Linked DNA regions of Ovis aries: region 2 is linked to region 1. A link is a contact called in public Hi-C data. All regions are on one chromosome and are shown on one strand. Each heading gives the region's core, a stretch centred on a gene start, on an enhancer-like site or on the middle of the called end of the contact. The rest is flanking DNA. Distances are from core to core; before and after follow the strand shown.

The links. Hi-C and Micro-C count contacts between places; a contact is called where the count stands out from the background.
Region 2: a contact with region 1 is called in a Hi-C map of tail adipose tissue, with 5 times the contacts expected there. The contact joins the promoter of FGF7 here to the enhancer-like site in region 1. A contact is called at or near these places in 2 of 16 Hi-C or Micro-C datasets (skin fibroblasts and tail adipose tissue).

Annotation. Positions count from the first base shown.
Region 1 is chr7:58,614,056-58,621,875 of ARS-UI_Ramb_v3.0, forward strand. The region is part of intron 2 of LOC132660050 (a long non-coding RNA gene); the gene reads right to left. Among named protein-coding and RNA genes, the nearest start is that of TRNAH-GUG, 41 kb to the left of the region's middle. Within about 2 kb of position 4,581, at least 4 of the 54 cell types and tissues checked have an H3K27ac peak or open chromatin away from gene starts, as enhancers often do. A contact at or near this core is called in tail adipose tissue, where this site is marked.
Region 2 is chr7:58,985,086-58,992,905 of ARS-UI_Ramb_v3.0, forward strand. It overlaps FGF7 (fibroblast growth factor 7), which reads right to left and starts at 4,895. Exons shown (of 5, transcript NM_001009235.2): 1 at 4,636-4,895; 2 at 4,622-4,633; 3 at 4,610-4,620. The coding sequence starts at 4,895. The region is part of intron 11 of FAM227B (family with sequence similarity 227 member B); the gene reads left to right.

The sequences.
Region 1 (7,820 bases), core at 3,331-5,830:
CAGGCTCCTCCCTCCATGGGATTCTCCAGGCAAGAGTACTGAAGTGGATTGCCATTTCCTTCTCCAGGGAATCTTCCCAACCCAGGCATTGAACCCAGGTCTCCTGGATTCCAGGCAGACGCTTTAACCTCTGAGCCACAACGGAAGCCCCAACTTATAATGGAATAGAATTTGAAAAAAAAATGTTAATCAATGAAAGCCAATGACAAAACAAAATATATTTTATGGTAAAAGGAGGGACTTGAGGATCATGGAGAATTAGAAAGGAGGAATAGTTGGGGAGAAAGTCATGGGAAAGACTGACGTTTGGGCAACAAGTGAAAGACTGTCTACACTATGAACAGTCTGGCTGCCTAGGGAAAGGAGGGGAGGGAGAAGGCAGGGTGTGGTTGTCATTTAGAAAGCCCATCACCCACGGGGTATTTAGTTAACACAATGTGGGAGACCCAGGTTCGATCCCTGGGTCGGGAAGATCCCCTGGAGAGGGAAATGGCAACCCACTCCAGTATTCTCGCCTGGAGAATCCCATGGACGGAGAGCTTGGTGGGCTACAGTGCATGGGTCGCAAAGAGTCGGACAAGATTGAGCGACTTCACTTCACTTTCACTTTACCTGCCCCAAGCCATGAAAATGAGGATCGTTGGACATTCCATGCAGGGTTGTGAGAATCACATGAGAGAGTGCTTATGATACAACAGCTGAATTATTTTTAACAGTTAGTAGGTGCTGGTTATTATGCTAAGCCTCATAGGCATTATGTCACTCAGTCCTCACAACCTAGTGAGGTAGGTGTCATTATTTTCCCCATTTTCAAGTGAGAGAATGGTCAGACATCTGACATACAGTGGAGGACAGAGGCAGACAGTGGAGGAGCTGGGATTCTAACCCCAGGGGTCTGGTTCCCCTGTGGCCTGTACTCTTAATGCAGTGTTATTTCTCATAGATACTTAAGTCATAGGGTCAATATTTCTAGTTCCTGGTAGCTTAGTTTTTGTCACAAGTGTGCACACTTCTCTTTAAAATTCTCCACTTTATCTGATTCCCTGATACACCTCAGTTCAGTTCAGTCGCTCAGTCATGTCCAACTCTTTGTGACCCCATGAATTACAGCACGCCAGGACTCCCTGTCCATCACCAACTCCCAGAGTTCACTCAGACTCACGTCCATCGAGTCAGTGATGCCATCCAGCCATCTCATCCTCTGTCATCCCCTTCTCCTCCTGCCCCCAATCCCTCCCAGCCTCAGAGTCTTTTCCAATGAGTCAACTCTTTGCATGAGGTGGCCAAAGTACTGGAGTTTCAGCTTTAGCATCATTCCTTCCAAAGAAATCCCAGGGCTGATCTCCCTCAGAATGGACTGGTTGGATCTCCTTGCAGGCCAAGGGACTCTCAATTCTTCTCCAGCATCACAGTTCAAAAGCATCAATTCTTCAGTGCTCAGCTTTCTTCACAGGCCAACTCTCACATCCATACATGACCACTGGAAAAACCATAGCCTTGACTAGATGGACCTTTGTTGGCAAAGAAATGTTTCTGCTTTTTAATATGCTATCTAGGTTGGTGATAACTTTCCTTCCAAGGAGTAAGCATCTTTTAATTTCATGGCTGCAATAAACATCTGCAGTGATTTTGGAGCCCCCCAAAATAAAGTCTGACACTGTTTCCACTGTTTGCCCATCTATTTGCCATGAAGTGATGGGACCAGATGCCATGATCTTCGTTTTCTGAATGTTGAGCTTTAAGCCAACTTTTTCACTGTCCTCTATCACTTTCATCAAGAGGCTCTTTAGTTCCTCTTCACTTTCTGCCACAAGGGTGGTGTCATCTGCATATCTGAGGTTATTGATATTTCTCCTGGCAATCTTGATTCCAGCTTGTGCTTCTTCCAGCCCAGCGTTTCTCATAATGTACTCTGCATACAAGTTAAATAAGCACGGTGACAATATACAGCCTTGACATACTCCTTTTCCTATTTGGAACCAGTCCGTTGTTCCATATACCTAGTATTCAGTAATTCTTAATTCCAGTTGAGCTATTTCAAATCCTGAAAGATGATGCTGTGAAAGTGCTGCATTAAATATGCCAGCAAATTTGGAAAACTCAGCAGTGGGCACAGGATTGGAAAAGGTCAGTTTTCATTCCAATCCCAAAGAAAGGCAATGACAAAGAATGCTCAAATACCGCACAATTGCACTCATCTCACACGCTAGTAAAGTAATGCTTAAAATTCTCCAAGCCAGGCTTCAGCCATACTTGAACTGTGAACTTCCAGATGTTCAAGCTGGTTTTAGAAAAGGCAGAGGAACTAGAGATAAAATTGCCAGCATCTGACACATCATTGAAAAAGCAAGAGAGTTCCAGAAAAACATCTATTTCTGCTTCATTGACTATGCCAAAGCCTTTGACTGTGTGGATCCCAGTAAACTGTGGAAAATTCTGAAAGAGATGGGAATACCAGACTGCCTGACCTGCCTCTTGAGAAACCTGTATGCAGGTCAGGAAGCAACAGTTAGAACTGGACATGGAACAACAGACTGGTTCCAAATAGGAAAAGGAGTATGTCAAGGCTGTATATCGTCACCCTGCTTGTTTAACTTATATGCAGAGTACATCATAAGAAATGCTGAGCTGGAGGAAGCACAAGCTGGAATCAAGATTGCCGGGAAAAATATCAATAACCTCAGATATGCAGATGACACCACCCTTATGGCAGAAAGTAAAGAAAAGCTAAAGAGCCTCTTGATGAAAGTCAAAGAGGAGAGTGGAAAAGTTGGCTTAAAGCTCAACATCCAGAAAACTAAGGTCATGGCATCCAGTCCCATCACTTCATGGCAGACAGCGGCTGACTTTATTTTTCTGGGCTCCAAAATCACTGCAGATGGTGATTGCAGCCATGAAATTAAAAGACGCTTACTCCTTGGAAGAAAAGTTATGACCAACCTAGATAGTGTATTAAAAAGCAGAAACATTACTTTGCCAACAAAGGTCCATCTAGTCAAAGCTATGGTTTTTCCAGTGGTCATGTATGGATGTGAGAGTTGGACTATAACGAAAGCTGAGCACTGAAGAATTGATGCTTTTGAACTGTGGTGTTGGAGAAGACTCCTGAGAGTCCCTTGGACTGCAAGGAGATCCAACCAGTCCATCCTAAAGGAGGTCAGTCTTGGGTGTTCATTGGAAGGACTGATGCTGAAGCTGAAACTCCAATAGTTTGGCCACCTGATGCGAAGAGCTGACTCATTTGAAAAGATTGTGATTCTGGGAAAGATTGAGGGCAGGAGGAGAAGGGGATGACAGAGGATGAGACGGCTGGATGGCATCATCGACTCGATGGACATGGGTTTGGGTGAACTCCGGGAGTTGGTGATGGACAGGAAGGCCTGGTGTGCTGCAGTTCATGGGTCGCAAAGAGTCGGACATGACTGAGCGACTGAACTGATGAAGTTTTTTTTTTTCCCCAGCTTCCAACCTATGAGTTAATATAAGAATAAGTTTTCTATTACTTTCTTTAAAAGTTACCTTACCTGCTTTTGCTTCTACAGGAAAAACTTATCATATGCCTTGAGCTAACACTAGACTTGTATCAGTTTTCCATGAAGCTCTGCTTTGGGAGTTTCCAGACATATATACTGAAATCAATCACAGTGAGTTCTATATGCAGGTTGCTTTTGCAACTATTGCTTTGTAAATTCTTCATTATTCATACTAAATTTTTTATAACTATTAACATTTTCTTCAGCCAGAAGAAGTTGCTCCTAATTTTTGAGTCCTCACCAGAGATCCAAAGAATTAAAATATTTGATCACTTTTGTCACTAGTTTTGTTTTTTGTTCTGATAACTGCATACACATCATCATTTCTCATCTCTCTCAAGATGCTAGATTTATGATTTAAATGTGATCATAGGTGGCTTGAATGGATGCATAGTCTTTTAGAAAGTTGAATTTGATTTTGAACATGTCTTTATCATATGGAGAATTGCCAAGAATAAAACACTTATGCCATGCCAAGAAATCAGCCTCAATAATTTAGATAAAAATATTTGCCACAGCATTCCTTTACATTCTTTCAGCTTCTTCCTGCTGACCATCATTTTTAAGCTGAAACTGCTCCCTTTTGCCTGCCTATCCATGCAGATCAGAAATACTGGGCTGTTCAGAAAGTCACCGCTTTACTGAAGATGGCCCCTTCAACCCAGAACCCCAGTGTCCTTGTAATTAGATTGTGTTAGAAGATAAGAAACAACAGATAATCTCAGTGAAGTGGTTTCCCCATTCCTGCATTTACACCCCTTATAGACACCTCTAGAATCTTATTACAGTTTTGTTGATAATTTATAAACCAAGAGGCTTAAAAATTTTGTTTGTTCCTCTTGACTGGGAAGCCCTGTGGGAAGGAGTCTGTGTTTTATGTGACTTCGAATTTCTAGTGCATTTCCCAGTTCCTGGCAAATGACTTATTGTCACAATACTTGCTAAACAAATGAATGGACATGATTCAGAGTTGTTGAAATAAAAATTTTGTTCTGCACAAAGCATTGACGTGGTCTTTTGGCAACATCAGTCTCGGAGGAGACATTTCCCTTTTAACCACAGATACATAAATACAGTGTGTTGACCACATCCTGGGGATAAATTCTACAGTTTTATTGCTTTAATCATACTTCTGGGTCAATATCCGGCATCAAGTAAAGCCCCAGAGGAATTCCTGAGCCCTTAAAAATACCTCATCAACTGAACTCCACACATGGAAGAAGATCAATTTTAAATGCACTGCAGTGTTTTGGGCTTTAGGCGGTGTTTCTTCTCTAATAAAATAATTTCCTTGACCTTTTTTTTTTTCCTTTTTTCCATCCTTGGTTATCTTCATTTGTTTATATTTTATCTTTACTTGTATCTATTCATATTGCAAACCACTCCGAGTTCTTTGGGAAATGAGGTCAGCTATGACTAAATACATAAAAGGACACTGCTATGCCATAGGTAGGTGACTTGGATTCAAATCAGAGACTTTGGAGGGAGGCAGATGGAAATTTTCTCTCTTCCATTGGTTCATTTCATGATCTTAAGCAGGTCACTTAATTCACATTGGGTTTTTGTTTCTGTTAGTTGATGCAGACAGTTGAGAATCATACCTTCATAAACAGTGACTGGAAGGCCTTTTTTTTTTTTTTTTTTTTAAAGAACATGACTTAGTCATAGCACTAGAAAAAACCAGTCATGCCTCCTCAGCAGTTCTTTCCAGACCCCAGAGTACCGCAAGAGTTCTGTTATTCATGTCCTTAGAGATTGGATGCCTCATGAGGATATTCTTGCTACTTCTTGGCAAATCAATTAATAAAGGCACAGGCTGCATATCTGGTGCATATTGGGAATACAGGAGAAACATAAAAACACAGTCTTTACCCTTATAGGACTTTAGGTGAACAGGGAACAAAGCTTGACGCACAGTACATGACAGGAGTAGAAATAGCCCTGCACTTGCAATCAGAAGAGTTGGGTTTCTGGCTAGGCCATGGGATCCTGAGCTTCTACCTAATTTTTCAGACTTAATTCCCTTGCTTGTCAAATAAAGCTGACTGCAGAGCTATAGTCAGGATTAAATAAGAGAATGAACAAAGAAGTTTACAGCTTGCAGAGTAACGTATCAGTAGTATATGTTATAATAAAGGAATAGTGTTTATATTTGACATAAAATGATGCATTTGAAAGAATTTTCGAGGCATGCAGATTCCTATGTCCTTACTAGCTAGGTGGTTTGGGGCAAGATACTTAACATTTCTGAGCTTCACTTTCTCAATCTGTGCAACAGGTATATTGATGCCCTCTTTGTGGAGCTCCTGGGAATATTTGTGGCAATGTACAGAAAGCAAAAAGCAGAATTGCTGGCATATAGTATACACGGAAGAAATGGAAGTTTCCATTTCACGATGACTACAGCATAACAATAGAAATCACATGTAACTTGGTGCTGAGTCATTTACCTACAGCCTGTAGGCAGTGTAGGAGTTCAGAGAAGAGGTATGCCAACTGCCTTTTGGGTCTTGTTAAAAATGTTTCATGGAGGAGGGGTGATTTGAGATTGGCCTGAAAAGGGGAGCAAGCTTTGCTTAGGTGGAATAAACAGTAGTATTTACTTGGATTAACCTTCTGGGAAAAAATGTTAGTCAAGATTTGTATTCTTGTTAGACAATCGATAGCATCTTGCATGGGAGCTTGGAAGTTATTTATATATTCCCCAGTCCCTCTAAATTCCTAGAAGAGAGGGAACACATTGTTTTCACCTTTATAGTCCTATAAGTACTGGCTCTAAATCTTGGGCTCTCAATCCTGTACATGTCACCTGGAGAGCTTTTAAAAATACCTGTGTTAGGGCGTCATGCCCTAACTAACCAGGCCCACTAAATACAAGTCTCAGGGTATGACTCCTAGGTGTTACTGGTGTTCTTTCAAAGCCCACCAGGCATTTATGACATGCATCCAGTTTGAGAACCATTGCTTTCAAGCATCAGCTACACATGAGGAGATGTGTGTTCAGTTGTTGCGATGGTTGTATGGAATAGAATATGCCAGAAAACACCCTGGACTGGGATTAGGAGTTACAGGTTCTAGCTGCAGCTGTGTCCTAACTGCTGGTCGAGTTCCTTGGAATCCCTGGGTTTTGTGTTCTCATCTGCAAAACAGGAAGAGTGTATTCTTTGTCTCCTCAAGCCCTAATAGCCTATGATGTAGCCAAACAAGCATTGTTTTAGCTGAAGAAGGGAGGTTTTGATGGAGGAACCATGGGGTCTCCTCTCACTTTCCATGTAAATTCACATCTCCCTCCCCATGCCAGTCTCATCCAAAGGTGCACCAGAGGAGCTCACCAAGGACATTTGGAGATGGTTTCCTTCTTCTCTCAAAAAATGCTGACATTGTCAATCTGGGTTTGTTTTCTTCCTAATGAAGGAAATGTACCCCCCTTTATTGGAAATGCCTTCTGGAAGGAGGCAGGCCCTCTGCCTGCACTCTAGCAGCTGAGAGTGGGGCTGCTGGCTGCACCTGACTTGTCCCCACAGCTGAGACTGACACAGCTCCAAATGCTTTCCATGCCTAAACCTTTGTGAAGTTTCCTGTGGACCCAGTGCAGCTTGGGCCCCAGTTGCTGTTACTGGCCAAGATAACTTGAACCACATGCCTGGAGGGGAATCAAGGAGAGTATGGTTCCCCCATAGGCAAGAAGTAAATAAGTGGCTCCTTCTCATCTTCATTGTGGACACCCTCCCACGGACCAGGCATTGCTCAAGCCTGTCAAATAGTAATCACAGACTTCAGTCCTTAAAATCATTTTGCACTTGAACTAGGCACCTGAAAAGGCAGCTATCCATTTTCACTCCTTAATAAAGAACAAAGGAGACTGGGACTTAGAGGGAAAGTAGTACACATGTGGTGGTGGTGGTCGGGGGCGGGGGTCCTCATTTGGCATCTCATTTGGCATGAGTTTAGAGCCAGAGTTGAAGCCCAGATGGGGTCTATGCCCTGGTCCATGAGCTCTTTCCTGGGTGCTGAAATGAGTTTCAGAGAACCATGCTGGCTGGAGCTGGGAGCCAGACTCACTCACCTATTTGTGAGGGTTTTGAGGAGGGACATTTGGCCTGTTGTAGGTGGTGGCAGCAGTCATTCTGAGGATAGCAGGTCCTAAAGGGACAGAATCAGTAGCCCTGGCATCTCTCAAGAACAGACCCTAACCGTGCTGCCCTTCTAGTAATTTGTAAATATTTCCTGTTAGAGACCCAATTTGAGCTTCAGCTCTGCATGATGCTGGGGAATGTGCTCAGGCTC
Region 2 (7,820 bases), core at 3,645-6,144, 370 kb after region 1:
CTAACAATCCAAAAGAGAATATTGCCAAATCACTGGCCAGTTTTCAGAATGGCTAACCCTTTTCTTACTATGGAACTTTCAATGCTTAATTGCAACAAGTGAGGCATACTTTTTCTTGAATCAATGGCTTATGGCTATTAAGAATTCCTTCTCTAAAGAAACGGGAAGAGAAAAACTTTTTTAGTAATTGAATGTCAAAAGCAAGAAAATCATTCCAAGGGATTGAGTTCACATCTGTCTTTCAGGGCAGTTGTCATTTGCCCAAGTGCACTGCTGCTGTCTCTCACTTGGCACCTCAACTCCCAGCTTAAACAGCAGTTATTTGTGTCAGGTGTGGAGTGATTGCCTCTGTCTGCTGATGGGCTGCCTGGGCCAATTATCTAAATTCACCCTCTGGCCTTGTCCCCAAGTGGAAAGCTCTGACTACATCAGTGGAAGGACTGACCAGCCGTTGCCAGTCCCTTTGTGGTATTATTAATGCTCTACTTCTGCAGGGAATGTGGATTCTTATTTCATTTTGGAGGGGCATTTTGTACTTTTACTACTATTATTATTAATTCGGTTAGGTTCTAGTTTCACCTCTTAGAAGCCTACTAAAAAGCTAAATATGGTGCCACCAGAGAACAAGTTAGAGGAGAGGCTTTCTTGCCTCCTGGGTAAGAGTAGTGTGTTATCTCAGGACCAGTTCTCCAGTGATAACTTCTCTCTCTTCCAGAGTCAGAAACGCAATTCAGCAGCTCCTGGCCTTTTATAAATTCCTATTTTTACATAGCCGAGTCTTGCTTATACAGTTACTAATACAAGTCTTGTTTCTGTTGGTATCCTTGGTGCATTTTTTCTGCCATTTACTCAATCTTATTTAGATATAAAATATTTCACAAGATAGCACTGTAATTAAGCCTGAAGTGAGACTCTTACAACCCAAGGTAGCTTAAATGATTTTCTCAATTCCCTAAAGATGTGAGGGGCTTCCCAGGTGGCTCAGTGGTAAAGAATAGGCTGGCCAGTGCAGGAGACATAGATTCTATCCCTGGGTCAGGAAGATCCCCTGAAGAAGGTAATGGCAACCCACTCCAGTGTCCTTGCCTGGCAAAGTCCATGGACAGTGGAGCCTGGCAGGCTACACTCCATGGGGTCGCAAAAGAGTTGGACACGACTGAGCGACTAAACAACAACAAAAATGTGAGACATGAGTCGTCATATCCACTCCCTATCACTCCCCTTCTCTTCCTCCAACCCTCCATTCACCTGCCCCAGCCTAACACTTCTGGAAGCAGAATTATACTCCCAGATTTTTCACCTTACCTACCTACTCCAATCCATTATCTTAGCAACATCTTATAAACCACATTCCTATGAGGGAGCGGTGCTTCTGCTGGTGAAACAAGCAGAAACTCAAGATCCGTTAATATCTTTAGGTCATTTTCCCTTTCATTCAAAGCAAAGCCATGAAAATGGACTAGGGACTTTCCTATGGTAACCCAGAGAACCGCTGTTCATGTAGACGATGTCCAACTTTTCATGCCAAATTTTATCACCTGAGACATTTTAATGTATCCCACCTTAAAAGGCCTCCGAAGAACATTCAACAATGTGTGAACGAAGTTAGGGCATCAGAACACATGAAATTCAAAGTTTAATTTTGATCTTTTCCACTTTCTGTACTTGGTATTTCAACCTAGTAGATAATCCAATTACCTTTTAGTTTCTCATTTTAATGAAACAGGAAGGAAACAGCTTTTATTCATTAATTCAGTTAAGGATTGAGAGATATAAACAATAAGTTTTGTAATTTCAGTTTTTTGTTTTCTTTGACTTTTAAACAAATTCTTCTGAGCAATTTCTTTGTACCTGGATGCAGTGGCTTCAACTTCACCAACGGCAATTTGCATTTTTTGTATGAGGTACTCAATTTTAAAATTAGTAAGGAAATAAATATTAGAATTCTATTCTATGTTATTATATAATAAGAAAATGAGTATCAGAATTCTCTTCTATGTCATTCTCTGTATATTTTTCAATGGACTACCTTAGGATTTTCTGTAGACAACAGTGAGTTAGCCTCTATTTATGAAGAAGTCTGACAGGCTTATTCTTCAGTAAGATAGCAGCAAAACTTGACAACAGTTTGGAGCCTACTGAAAGGATACAGATGTAAGCTTCCCTTTCTAGGAGAATTTACCTGGAAGTATATACTATATATAGTATATACTATCAAGAAAGTATATACAGCCTATGAAAAAGCTTTTAGAAATAAGATTATTTACATAATACATATTATTTCTTTTACTACATTGGTATTGTGACTTTCTTTCCTTCTTTCTTCTTTACTCCTCACTTTCTTTGTTTCTTTATTTTTTACCTTAGAATTAGTGTTAGAAGTGAAATTATGTAGCATACTGGCTTTATGGTTCCTCAAGGTCAGTGCTAAACTGTGTTTCAAACTATGGGAAACTTTAGCACTTTGTGTATGTTTTAAAATACCTGAGTTTCATAGTTTCAAGAAATTTTAATACAAAATAAGACACATATATCTGAATGCATTCTTATTGTAGGTATTCCAATTTTAGATATTCTAATTGATCCCAAATAATTATGAATACTGTTCACGTTCACTGAATTTTGCATCTAATTTTTCACTTTTTCATTACTTGGTAAAAGCAGTCAAAAGGAATGAGCATATGGAAGAATTCTGCAGTGTTTAGGCTCAGTAACTTTACTACTACAATTTGAAATTAGTTCTGACAGCTCAACTTATCATTAAGATGATATTCACTTTCATCTCATTCAATAGGTATGGTAATTATATGACAATTTAGATTGTTCACATTTATGTTATATATTCCAAAGTTTAGAATAAAATAGACTGTAAGAACTAAAATGTATATTGGATCATCTGTACATATCCCACATCTTACAGATTGAAAAATGAGAATTGGAAAAAGTAAGGAGTTGTACCAGAGTCAGTCACAGGCAGGGATTGGATCTATCTGTCATAACTTCCACCTGGGCTCTGTTTTCTCCACCAAGTTCTGTTATCCATTATAAATCTCAGTAACTTTTAAATGGGCTTCCCTCATGGCTCAGATGGTAAAGAATCCTCCTGCAGTGCAGGAGACCTGGGTTCGATCTCTGGGTTGGGAAGATCCCCTGGAGAAGGGAATGGCTACCCATTCCAGTATCTTTCCTGGAGAATTTCATGGACAGAGGAGCCTGGCAGGCCACAGTCCATGGGGTCATTTATTGATATGAGCCAGATTCTTTTGCTCACATAGAAATAGCTATCCACAAAACTTTCCTCCAAATAGTTATTTCCTTAGCTAAACTTCAGTATAATCAGGACAATATTCTAGAACTAACATGATAACATTATTAATAGAGGTAATAATAACCATACTGTTAGCAATCCATTAAAATGGCCTTAACATTCTATATCAATTATAGTTTAAAAACTAGTTTCTCTCATTTTCATATTGGAAACATAATTCTCCATATTCCCATATTGGTTTATTATTAATAGTTTAGAAGCCTAAAAAACATTTATTAAATAAGCAGCAAAGTTTTAAATGTTCACTTGTAAGCCTGGCACTATGCTAAGCAAATGTTTACAGTATCACCCCCATGCATTCTTTTTCAATTAAATTTAACATATGTAACATTATAAAATGATATGTTATAACATTGTTCAAGTGCTGGTAATGCAAACAAAATTTCTTTTCACTCAGGGATTTTAAATTCTTAGTGTACATGTTCAGGTATATATTTTACTCCATAAAATTTAGTACTTTTGAAATTGGTTATTAATCATAACTGCTAAATGATCAATCCAAACCTGATACATCAACATAAAAAGAATAACTGATTTTGAAGAAAATATAATTATCTACATTTGAATCATGAAATTAATGTCTCTTCCAACTCACTTTTATTTCCTCCTTCACATTTATATTTCCCTTAAGGTAACATAGAACTTTTATGGCATAGGATATGAAGATTAAAAAAATGTTAGGAGGAGCCTGTTTTTGTGCCTAGGTAAATAATTAAGCAATCAAATACAAGTTCCTATGACATGAACAGATGAGGAGACCACAGATTCCTATCTGTTTTATAGTTATATACAATTGCACAAGTAATTTAGCACAATTCAGTATTTGACACCATGGAAATATTTCTTCAAGAGAAATCAAATTATTTTTTGAAAAAAATCTTTATTTCCTCAAACTAATGATAATGCATTTTTGGTGAGCATTCACTGAGTATTTTAGTAGAGTTCCTAGTGAGCTTTGCTAGAAGACAATAAATCACATTTCAGTATAAGTAGTAATATTTATTTTTTGCTTAACATATGAGTATTTGAGCTTAGGACATGGAGAATATATTTTCAAATTGCCTTGGTTTATCAGCTCCAACTGTAATATTATTATATTTGCCCTACTCCAGGAGATATTTTTAGGAACATAGTTTATCCCAATTAAAACCCAATAGAAAATTACATTTAATTGTTTTCCCAAAAAAAGGGAAATTGAGAAAGCATGTCACTTGAAAATTGATCTTTTCACAGATTGTTAAGGCTCATAAGCTTTTCTGTAAATAAGAAAACATTACTTACTGTAATTATTCTTCATCTCTTGAGTCCCTTTGACTTTGCCTCGTTTATCAATCCTCAGATACCACTGTGTTCGACAGAAGAGTCTTCTCACTCTTATATCTCCTCCTTCCATGTAATCATAACTTCTTGTATGTCGCTCGGGGCTGGAACAGTTCACATTTGTAGCCATTTGCTCTGGAGTCATGTCATTGCAAGCTAAAGATATAGTGCCCACTAGACAGATAATGTGGAAGCATGATCTGTAGAGCAAACTTGGCAGGATCCATGTCAGTATCCATTTGCGCATTATAGTATAGTGCTCCGGGTGTTCATGAATAACATAATGAAAATTAAATCTTGAGTTGATTGTTGCTCCTAGGTCATTGACCTCTTCCTATCTGTGAACTGTTTAAGGAAGAGCAGTTGCACTCTCCAAATTGTTAGCCTTATCCTTTTAGTTCCTGATAGCAGTATAGGAGTCCTCCTTAAATAACTCTCTGTTGGTATATCCTTATAAAAGCAGGTTGTAATAAACTCAGTTGCTGAGATGCTGTTTGCTACTTGACTTCTGTTTGCAATGAGAGATTAAGAATGGAGAGGGAGGAGAGAGAGGAAGATGAAAAGTGTATAAATTTCAGTGGGCAAATACTATTACAACATACTGTGTAATTCTTACTGTGAAGGTACATTTAAAACAGTTTTCACAGAGGATGTCAGGGTCCTTACCACTCTATTTGTAGACTTATAAAAATTCTATATTAGTAGAGATTAATCTGAACATGATTGTACCATTCATTCCAGTCCTTATTTGATAAGAAACATCTGGCAATTTAGAGCTGTTGATTTAAATTCAGTTCTAAAGTTCCTATTAACAAAATATAAATGCTTTTTCCTAGATGTCTTTATTCTTTTACGGTTGTGGTTTGACAGTCATTTTCTTCTGAACTGCCCACAGTTCTCAAGTTAAACATCAGAATTGCTCTGGAGAATTGCAACCTTATCTTTATGCAAGCTCTATAACGTAATTACTGTAGATAATCACACGGCTCAAAAGTCTAGTAACTTTACTTTTCCCCTCAGTACTAAAACCAGAGAAATAGATAAACTACTAACAAACATTTAGCATTATTTTTAAAGACAAGTAACAGTCACTTACTTGTTCTGTTGATAACAGCTGGATACACAAGAATTCCATGTCTGTTGTCTGCCCTGTGCAACTTGAGCCTCTCTACTGTAGCTACAAACTATTTCTCAGCTGAGAAATTCTCCAGCGGAATCATAATTGTTTCCATAAATCAACAGCAGGCAAGAGGATTTTCTCTGTGTGTGTGAGCGCGTGTGAGCTTGTGTGTGTGTGTGTGGAGCCTTTTATTCGGAGCTTTTCGATAAATACCTTTGCTGACCTCATTGGAAGCAATTAAAACTTAACCAGTAAGCTGTTGAATACAACAGTGAGAATAAAAGAGGCTTGTATAGTATTCATTCAGTGGTCATGAGAGGGAGCTATGAACATGGTTTATGCTCAGATCTACAAATGGGTACCTACTTTGTAGAAACAAATCTCTGACTCTGAAGCAGTTAGAAGGGGAAACAGAATTTTTTAGGTTGTCTCATAGCAGTTGAAATAAGTTGAAAAATATTGCTTTGACCATATATGTAAAGGGATCTTTTAACAGGAAATCTTTTACATAGATTTATGAAGCGTACATTGCTACTATTATTCCTTTGTGTTCAGAATGTTAGAATAAAACTCCTAATATGTATTAAGTCACACCTTAGTTTCTTCAAGAAGTATATAGCTGAGTTAAGGGGATATCTCTTCATAAAGAGATATTTCAGCATTGCTTATAACTTTATGTCTTATGTTGCTAGACTGAAAGTAAGAATAACAATATTCTTGCTTGAGTTGAGCCACTAATTACCAGTATGACCTTGGACAAGTCACCTGATGTTTCTGAATCTCAGGTACTATACTTGTAAAATTAGTCTAGGTGATTCTGTGGTGCCTTGTAGTTTTAAAATTCTGTAATCTGTTACTTACCCTACTAAGATCAGGAAGAGGATACATACTTTTAAAATTATTATTCTTAAAAATTAAAAATACAGAAAAATTTATATGGTTTTATATTGGTTATCAATGGTTGACTCTTGTCCTCAGTAAGAACACTGATGCAATAAATATATGTTCATTTAAAGATGGAATTTTAAGAGGTATAGCTCATGTAAAAAAAAAGAATGCTATTTTACTTTCCACCATGAGTTATTCTCCCCTTTTTTAACATGTATATATTAGTTTCCTGTTCTAGCATGTATTTTTTAGTATACTAGAGTTTCATTAGGTATTTGTTGCAAAATAATTGCATTGTTAATCTAAAGCAATATTTACATATTAACATTCTATTTCCCATGTTAATACTCTCAGTGTGTGCATGCACACACACACACACACACACACACACACACACACACACTCCACTTGAAATGCACTACTTTACCACCAGGTGGTGCACGTAAACCAAATAGGAAAAGAAAATCAAGTATTTCATACATTCAATTGTATCATAAATTATAATTTCCCTTTGTGTCTATGCTTTGGGGGAACAGAATCAAGAGCACAGCATAGTTTAAATTTACTCAATTACTCTTTAGGCACCAAATATGACTTTTCTAAGTTTATTAGAGCAGAAGGGGATGACCCTTCTATAATTGCCTCTGTTGAAAGCTAGATGACTACAAAATACTCCATCATGTATTTCTCTAAAAGGAGGAAGAGACAAAAAAGAAAATATGATGCTACTATGTTATAAATCATATCTCCATTAGTTTTGTAGGCAACAATAATGAACAGGGTTAGAACTCCTAGGACTCAGATATTCCTTCTAAAGAAATGAAAATTATTAACAGCTAATTTACATGTAGATATTCAAGAGCTACTAAATTCATCTGTTCCACATTGACCCTACAGATTTTATACTAAGAAATCATGGAATCAGAAAATTTGCTAATTAAGTGCTCAAGAATTAAATTCAAAAATGATGAAGAGTACTTAGTGCCTCACTTGTTGTATAAGGTTAATTATAAAATTAAAATTAGAAACAAAGTAAATATGAAATTGTAATCTGTTTACTCTAAGTTTATTATTGTTGTTGAGTCGCTGTCATGTCTGACTCTTTCTGACCCATGGACTGTAGCACGCCAGGCTTCCCTGTCCTTCACTATCTGAGTCTGTTCA